2 separate regions of the Zea mays genome follow, and region 1 is linked to region 2. The links are chromatin contacts, called in public Hi-C maps. All regions are on one chromosome and are shown on one strand. The core of a region is the stretch at or near the end of the contact, and the rest is flanking DNA. Distances in the headings are between cores, read along the strand shown.

What was found. Hi-C and Micro-C count contacts between places; a contact is called where the count stands out from the background.
Region 1: a contact with region 2 is called in a Hi-C map of leaf, with 4 times the contacts expected there. The contact joins the promoter of LOC103653686 here to the enhancer-like site in region 2. A contact is called at or near these places in 2 of 25 Hi-C or Micro-C datasets (ear and leaf).

What each region holds. Positions count from the first base shown.
Region 1 is chr4:132,137,992-132,142,559 of Zm-B73-REFERENCE-NAM-5.0, forward strand. It overlaps LOC103653686 (ASC1-like protein 1), which reads left to right and starts at 1,607. Exons shown (of 7, transcript XR_565642.3): 1 at 1,607-1,993; 2 at 4,089-4,318; 3 at 4,410-4,565.
Region 2 is chr4:131,943,424-131,947,443 of Zm-B73-REFERENCE-NAM-5.0, forward strand. No RefSeq gene overlaps it. Among protein-coding and RNA genes, the nearest start is that of LOC118476950, 27 kb to the right of the region's middle. Within about 2 kb of position 1,903, at least 9 of the 20 cell types and tissues checked have an H3K27ac peak or open chromatin away from gene starts, as enhancers often do. A contact at or near this core is called in ear and leaf, where this site is marked.

The DNA of each region.
Region 1 (4,568 bases), core at 357-2,856, 190 kb after region 2:
TAGATTCTCCAATTCGTACGTACTCGTCAACGGCATCCGCAGGAACACCGTATGCAAGGATACGTATGGCAGCAACAACTTTCTGAAGGGCAGATAGGCCTAGCTCACCGGCACAGTTTGGATGTTGAACGAAGTACAGATCCACTTGTTGCACAACAAGAACGAGACGCTCGAACACATGGCGACGCATGCGAAACCTATATTGCAAACTTTTTTTAGTACAATTGTCAAGTACGTACTATGGGCGTTAATACATGTGCGTATGAATAAACATACCTCCTCCGAAATTGTGCATCCGTGTAAACCGGTTGGGCGCAAAAGTAGTCGGCTCGGATTCTTGCATCACCACTGATATGGTCACGATGGATTCGAACACGACCGGGAATGGAACCAGCGTACCGACACTCGTTAAGTGCATGACGCCTACGATGTTGGTACGTCGCAACCTCGAGCTCATGGTCTTCATCTTCCATGTCTTGTGCCATCCTAAGAAAAATATTGGAATCTACGAACCGCTTCATTGTTGTGGATGAGTGTATGCGAAGTGTGAGTGAAGTGTTGAAGTAGTGATTATTTATAGAAGGGATAGGCTTGGGAGAGAAGCCATGCTCTTGTCGTGCAGCCGAAGCTAGACAATGGCTTGTTGAAGAAGTGTCGTGGCTTACGGTGGAAGCATGTGAATTCGTAAACATTTTTTCATACGATTCAAATATTGTGTCACGTTTTTCCACAATAATTACACACAACATAAAATGCAATGTTATTTATTTTGTACATTTCGAAATTATTAATGAACCATAGTTTTTAGATTATTATTTGTAATATTATTGATTACAAATTTTTTAGCATCCTTTGAGTACCATTAAATGGGTACAAAACAAAGAAAACAGAAAAAGAAAAGGAAAAACGAATTCTGTTAACACTGTAGCTTTAGGGGAACGAATTTAGGGGACGTTGCTGGAGACACAGAAGATATAGAGGACAGAATCTTTTAGAGTGTCCTGTAAAGTACAGAGAATATTCCTTTAGGGGACGAAATTTAGGGGACGCTGCTGGAGACAGTCTAAAAAGAAATAAACTATATTAATTCCACCTTTTGTCCCTCCTTTATTTCAGTTGCACTGATGGTGGAGGAATACTAGGAGGTATTTTGGTCCTCTTATGATTCATTTAATGTTTTTTAATATTTTTAGTCCATAGAACCAAACATAGACTAAACTTTAGTCTCCTACTTAAACTTTAGTCCTGGACTAAAGAAACCTAACGGGCCCTTAGTCTTAATTTTAGTCCTTCCATTTAACAAAAGAAGATACTGATGACTGTTTGGTAACTCTATTTTCTCAAGAGATATTAATTTCCCAAGAGAAATTAGTTTATTTTTTTAGGAAAATAGGAATTCCTTAAAAAATAAAGTTGTTAAACTAGCTTTAAATGATATAAAAACAGGGATTAATGTTTAGTCCATCTAACGGTCTAACTAAACGAGGCCTTAGCGAAAATCCCCAAGTTTTTAGAATTATCCGTACAGGTTTTCCGGCAGCGGCAGGGTCGCAGGGAGGCTCAGGCCCAAAGTAATCGCCAAATGGCAAAATAGCAAATTTCTCAAACTAATCGTACAGTAGATGGGCGCGAGTAAAACAGAACACAGGGAGAAGAACCGGTGGCAAACGAACAGGGAAAAGGGTAAATTCGCTTTCAGAGGCAAGCGCTGCGTTGCCACACAGCGGGAATCCTGCCCAGAGCTGCCGAATCGGGTCCAATCCCGTCGACCTTTCTGGCCGCCGCCGCCACTGGACTCCATCCAGAAATTACCTTCGATTCGGCCGGGGCCGTGGGAGCGGGGATGGGGCTCGGGGAGGCGGCGGGGCGGCTCCTGGCGGCCGTGGACTGGGAGCGAGAGGCCTACCCGGCGTACGACGACTTCCTCGCGCTCCCCGTCTTCGTCCTTTTCTTCCCCACCGTCCGCTACCTCCTCGACCGCTTCGTCTTCGAGGTGCGCCTGCACTCGCCGTCTTTCTTTCTTTCTTCCGTTGTTTCAAGGTCTTCGGCTCTGCGCTGGACGCGAGCGCGTAGCCTGCTGCCGAGAAACTCGCCTCAACTTTTTGCTGGGTCCCCGGGCTCTAATCGCAGCTTGTACAATTGCCTCGGCTAACCTGCTTGTCTTGTGTGCAAGGAGGCGCTATTTTTAGTGATCTCATCATCTAACCGTTGCGTGCATTGGGTTAATTTGGTTCATTGTTTTTTTTTCCTTTTTAAGCAATCAAGCTTAAATGATTTGCTTCTACTCAAGATCTAAAATTACATCTTTTCTTTTCCTTTTCCTCTCATAGCAAAATTTCCCTCTCCTCGACCTATGTTCACTGAAATATGCTTACCGTATGGGCACCATGTTTCTCAACGAGAAATGGTGGTCCCGGAATCCAGGATTAGTCCAATGCTGATGCTATGCAGCTTGCGCATAGAAGGTAACGGGAGTCCATGGGATGCTTGTTCTTTTAACGTTGGTTCTTGATATGGAGGGAGTAGCCTGGTTGGTTGGTTTGCTGCATCGAGCAGGTCCCTTGAAGAACTTGTTGGTTCGTACATCACTATGTTGGCAGCTGTTCGTACTGACTTGTTAAAAGAGAGTCGCATTATTTACATCCAATTGGCATACTATTTCTAGGATTAGTTGCTCTTTTAGTATGGTAAACTTAAGTACAGTTGGTTGCTCTTTTAGTTGGCTGACCTGTTTAGAAGGTCTTCTGTTGGACAACAGTTTCTGGAGTAAGAGATTCCTGTTTTTTTAATCAGTTGGTTGAGGATTTTTAGCTACGAAAATAAAGTATAAATCCATTTAAATGCTACAATACCTGTTGATTACGATATCACGCATGTTCCAGGTGTGGAGCGTGAGAACAGTTCACTTCACCTTCATGATTTTCTGGGACCATAAATTTCGCTGAGCTTTATATATTATATCTGTTAAAGTGCCTTTTTGGTTTTGTATGTTAAGTTTTCTGTTTTGCAATAAGGTGTTATTAAAATTTTCTAGTGCTAGCTATATGTATGAGCATTCAGACCTGGAAAGTAATTGTAGCCAGTCAGCAGTTGCATTTTAGCATTTGGACACAAGTAATGCAGTGTTCTACCATTCATTTTGGTGAAGCTAAAAGCTTTACAGCAGGATAAATTATGTACATTTATAAATACTGCTAATTGGGGAAGGCTAGTTGAGATGGTAAGTTCAACTAGATGAAAAATGGAAATGTTCATTTTACCAAAGTGTTATTAACATATTATACAAAATGATGCACAATCACTTCTATCATTTGCTTTATCTTTCAACTTGAGATATTTTCATTCCCTGCTGAAATCATTTTCATCAGTACTTATCATTCTTCTCATTATTGAGTTCGCATTTGCTTATGTCTTTGAAATATGTTGTTTGGAAAAGGGTTACATTAACATGATGTATGGCTTCAGAATCATTCAAAATAGACTTATGCTTCTATTGTCTTGTACTCTGGTCTCTGGTATTCGAATGATTTCTCTTTTGACCATCTACTCTCTTTTTTCACATTTTTGTTTCTTTTGCATTTATTTTAATCATTGATTTCTTTAGGCCACGAAGAGCAGACCTGGTGCAGTGGTGAGAGCTGTCTCACTAAGTCACCTGGTCGCCAGTTCGAAGCAGCCTCTCCGCATTTGTGGAAGAAGGCTTGCCTCAATTTATCCCTTCCCTAGATCCCACTGTGTGGGAGGCTCTAGCACTGGATTTGTCCCTCGTTTCTTATGCATTTATTTTAATGATCCGTCTACTTTTTTCACATTTTTGTTTCTTCTGCATTTATTTTATTACTTGATATATGATATTCGTTAGGTCATGATTGATCCTTTTGTATCAGGTGATCGTTTTTTATTTTCTTCTTTTTTGCAACCCCCTCTTAAGATTATAGGGGTTGTGTTGTAATGGTCCATTATTTTTCTCTCTTTAATACAAAGATCAACTCACCCACATGTTCGAGAAAAAAATATATATGATGTTCCTTCCAAAGTTTTGCATTAATCAACAACCTAACTGCTTTCCTTTTCTGTAAATGTTTTAGTGGGTTGCAAGGAGGCTTATAAATAGAAATGGACATCAGAGCACTAATAATGAAACAGAAGAAGGAAGGAAGAAGATAAGAAAATTCAAGGAATCAGCTTGGAAATGTGTTTATTTCCTGTCTGGAGAGCTTTTAGCTTTGTCGGTTACATATAACGAGCCTTGGTTCACCAATACCAGATATTTTTGGGTAGGACCAGGAGAACAGGTCTGGCCTGATCAAAAGATAAAGTAATTCTGATCCTTCCACTGTACTTTTTAATAAAAATTCTCACTGGTTTTCAATCTGCTCTAGATCTAATGGTTGTGCCCTTACTCTCAGATTGAAACTTAAGGCTGTATATATGTATGCTGCTGGATTCTACACATATTCCATATTTGCACTTATGTTTTGGGAAACAAGGCGTTCAGACTTTGGAGTGTCAATGTCACATCATGTTGCTACTGTCGTCCTGATTGTTCTATCTTACGTGTTCAGGTA
Region 2 (4,020 bases), core at 653-3,152:
AAGCTCCTTGTAACAATTAATTGAGAATGCAAACTTGGACTTAATTGACATCAGTTGGGTCACGAATTCGAGGACGGTCATGTCAGTGTGCCCGTGAAGAGGCTCTTCTAACGCTTTGAGGAGGTCGAAGAACTTCTGAACCTCCGGTGTAGGTGAATCATGATGATCTGGGGCCAGTTCAGGCTGCAAATCCTCAAGCATCTGGTCCATCCTATCCACATCTTCACCGTCATCAACTTCTACTTCTGCTGCTCGTTCAAGGCATGACTCCCCGTGGAGATACCAGACCTTATAGCCTGGCACAAAACCATGCGAGCACAGATGTAGTGTGACCTGCCTCTTGGTGTGGCTTGTCCTATTTCTACATTTATTGCATGGACACCTAATATTATCTATTTGTGACAAAGCAGCTGCATGGTCCAGAAACATCTACGTCTTGACAAACCATTCACTTGTGTGACACTCACCCTTCTTTAAACATTCATACATACAATCACGTCTATCACTCATTATTGCGGTTGTGTGTACGAGTAAGAAGTGCGTGTGAGACATTCATGTTTCTACACGTCACACATACATCTGTAGATAAGTAGTACAACTATATATATACATAACACAACTTCATCACAATAACATGATTAATACTTGCATAACATCAAAATTCATTAAATAATAATATTTGCAATAACTAATATTTGTATAACACATCACATTCACCATCAAATTCATTAACTAATAACATCAAACAACACATTTTAGATTTGCAACAAAAAATTAAAAATAGCAACTACAATGTATAAAGTCATATGAAGACTAATAACAATATCAATTAACAAATTTAAACAAAATCTAATCACATAACAGTTAACTCCCGTCGGCCACAAAAAATCGACGAAAATAAAATGTTTTAATATATATATATATATATATATATATATATATATATATATATATATATATATATATATATATATATATATATATATATATATATATATATATATATATATATATATATATATATATATATATATATACCTCGCCTTGCGCGGACGACGGTGGTGGACGACGACTGTAATACCCCAGGTATTTATATTCTGCTCGACAATGAGTATGAATTTAAGCACATAATATCAGTGAATAAAACAGATGCTAAAATTTTAATCATCTCCGCCTATCGTGATTTTAATATCGTATCTGTTTCGTTTGTCGCGAGCGCGACATCATTTTTATTTTTATCTATCCAGGCTCTTCCAAAATTTTCGTGATGTTCGGAACATAGCTGTTTCAAAAATCGGTGCGTCCAGTGATTATTTAAAATTCATCGCTCGCGCGAATACGAATTTGGAAGCTCGATCCACCATTGCGATTCGTGTCCCCAAATAAATTAATTATAATTCGACGCTTAAAATACTTAGTGCAACATAATTAGGATCACGCGTCGTCTAAGTGAAATCGTGCGCGAGGATATGATCCAATTTATCCTTCAGCACATTGTTTTGACGACGAAATCGCGTATGCATTAGCGGATCTGGTTTCTGCTAATTTCAGTCGAATCACGTAGAGCATATTAAAATACCGAATCCGAACTCGTTTCAATCTGGTCCGTTTGCATCGTGGCTGGAATAGTCACGAAAATTATCCAAACGAGATTTGGACAGAACAGTCTAAGCTGTTATTCCTCTGAGTTTCCGTTTCATAATTCGGAAAATAAAATGCGTAGCCGTATAGCGCGTTGACCAATTATATACATCGCTAGAAATCTTGATTCAAAATATCTACGATTTTTTAAAAAAAAGTAAAAAAAAAATCTCAGCCGCCTGGGATTTTTTTTCACCGCGCAGCTTCCATCTCCCTCTTCTCCCGTCGCTATCTCTCTCCCTAGATATTTCTCGCGATGCTTATCTCCTCCCCGCGCGCAGCTGTTCTTCCTCAGCCGCTCCTGCTTTCTTCTCGTAGCTCCATTCCCAGAATTCCATCTTCCTCTAGCGCCGGTCGCTGCTTTCCCCAACCTCCATGGCGTCCCTCCTTGCTCCACTCGGGTCCTCCTTGGTCCGGCCATGGGGCTCGCCCAGCCGCGTGCACAGGACCACGCGAGTGGATCCTCTGCTCGCCATGGTCGCGGCCATCCTGCTCCCTTGCCGGCGTTTCTCCCAGCGTCGCGTCCCCCCTCTTCTCCTTGCTCCAGCTCGGCTCCTTCCCCATCTCCCTGCCATGGTCATGCCTAGGCTCTGCTTAACCTTGATTCCACCTAAGCCCAACGTCCTCTCGGCAACCTGGTGCCTCGCCTCATTTTTTTTCAGCATCGCCGGATCTCGCCGTGCCTATGCCGAGCTCCTCCCCGCCATGGTGGCCGTAACTCTGCTCGTCTTTGCTGCTTCCCGGGACTCGCCTCGGCTCCCTCTGTTAGAGTAGCCATGGACGCCGCTCTTTCTTCCTGCTGTACGCCTGCGACATCTCCAACTCGGCTGGCCGGGCGCCCTGATTTTCTAGCCCAAGCGCCTCTCCCTGGTGCTCGGACTCGCCAGCCGCGGCGCCACTCCTAGCTCTCTGCTCGCTGGACCGCGCCCTGGGTCACCGTCGTGGGCTCAACCTCGTCAAGCCGTTGTCTCGGATGTGCAGGAGTAGTGTAGGTGCTTGCAGTTGGTGGATCCTCGACATCGAGCTGGGGATAGTGAAGACAGTGCTGTTTCGTGCGTCGCTTATCCGATGCTCGACGGAATGCCCAACAGGGAGGTGATAGCTTCGTGTGTCATTGAGTCCGTCGTTTTTTCTCGTCCAGTGCTCGCACGGTCGTGCCCGAACCATACTGTCGTCTCCTAACCGCTTGCCCTTGCCCCCTGCACGTGCTTGTCGCGCTTATCAGCCCCGCGCCGGTCATCGTCGTCGATACTACACTTGCCGGTGGCCGAAGCTCGCGTCCCCCTCTCCCTCCCCGGACTCAGTGTCCGCGCTCTCACTACAGCTTGTGACCTTGCTGTCGCCAGAATCCTTACTGGATTCGTGTCCTCACCAGAGCTCGCGCTAACCTGCTCAACCATACCTCGCTAGCTCGCTCCAGAATCGATCTCGTCGTCGTTTCATGCATCCTCAAGAAATGCCAAGCGTCGGATAAAGATGAAGCGCGATTTGACGCAACACTTACCTTATTTTTCGGTGAAATGCTGAGCTGAAAAGCGTCGTTGATTTCATGGTTTCAAGTCGAATTTAATTGATGGTAAGTTAAATCGGTAACCGTTCTATAGTTCACTATTTTTATTAATTGATTTAGTCGATGGATTGAATAGATATATTAATCGCGAACGATTAAATATCGTATTTAACTCGTAGGCTATACAAGTTAATCCGATAAAATGGCTTAGAAAACTAGTTAAGTTAGTTTTAAGTATGGTTATGGCCGGTTGTGGTTAGCACCATTGACCTGTATTTTATGCGTCTTAATTTACAAAATGGAAACATATGTCTGGTATAATTGGATTGATCTAATGTTGGGGTGTGCTTGTGTGCAATGGTGAATTAATCATATTGTATAATAATTGTCGATGGGTAGGTCAGGTGAGTAGTGCCTTGATAGGTGTATATGTTAAATATAATTAAATAGGTTCCACGTATGTATGAGTAGTGGTCTTAAATATTGGTAAAATGTTTTGTTATAAGTGTTTCATTCTCTTCGATATAGATATCTATCTTATACTTGTGCTCATACATATGCATCGTGCATCTCATGAGGTACGATAAATAATCGCGCGATGTGGAAGACGAGCCAAGTCGACCCCAAGCGCAGGCTACTCCGCATGATGATGCTGATGGACAAACCTGCCTGAACAAGTATCAGAACAAAAGATGGTCGTCAAGCGGATGTCGTCTAACAACACTAACCTAGTGTTATCCAGGCAAGCCCCGGTGCATGCAACCCCTTCCTTGTGTTTTTAAATAATTTTTACACACTTTAAGTCTAGGAAATGTGCATTAGGTTTATAGGAGTTGCTTGGAAACCCTTTGATGCATTGCCTACCTTGA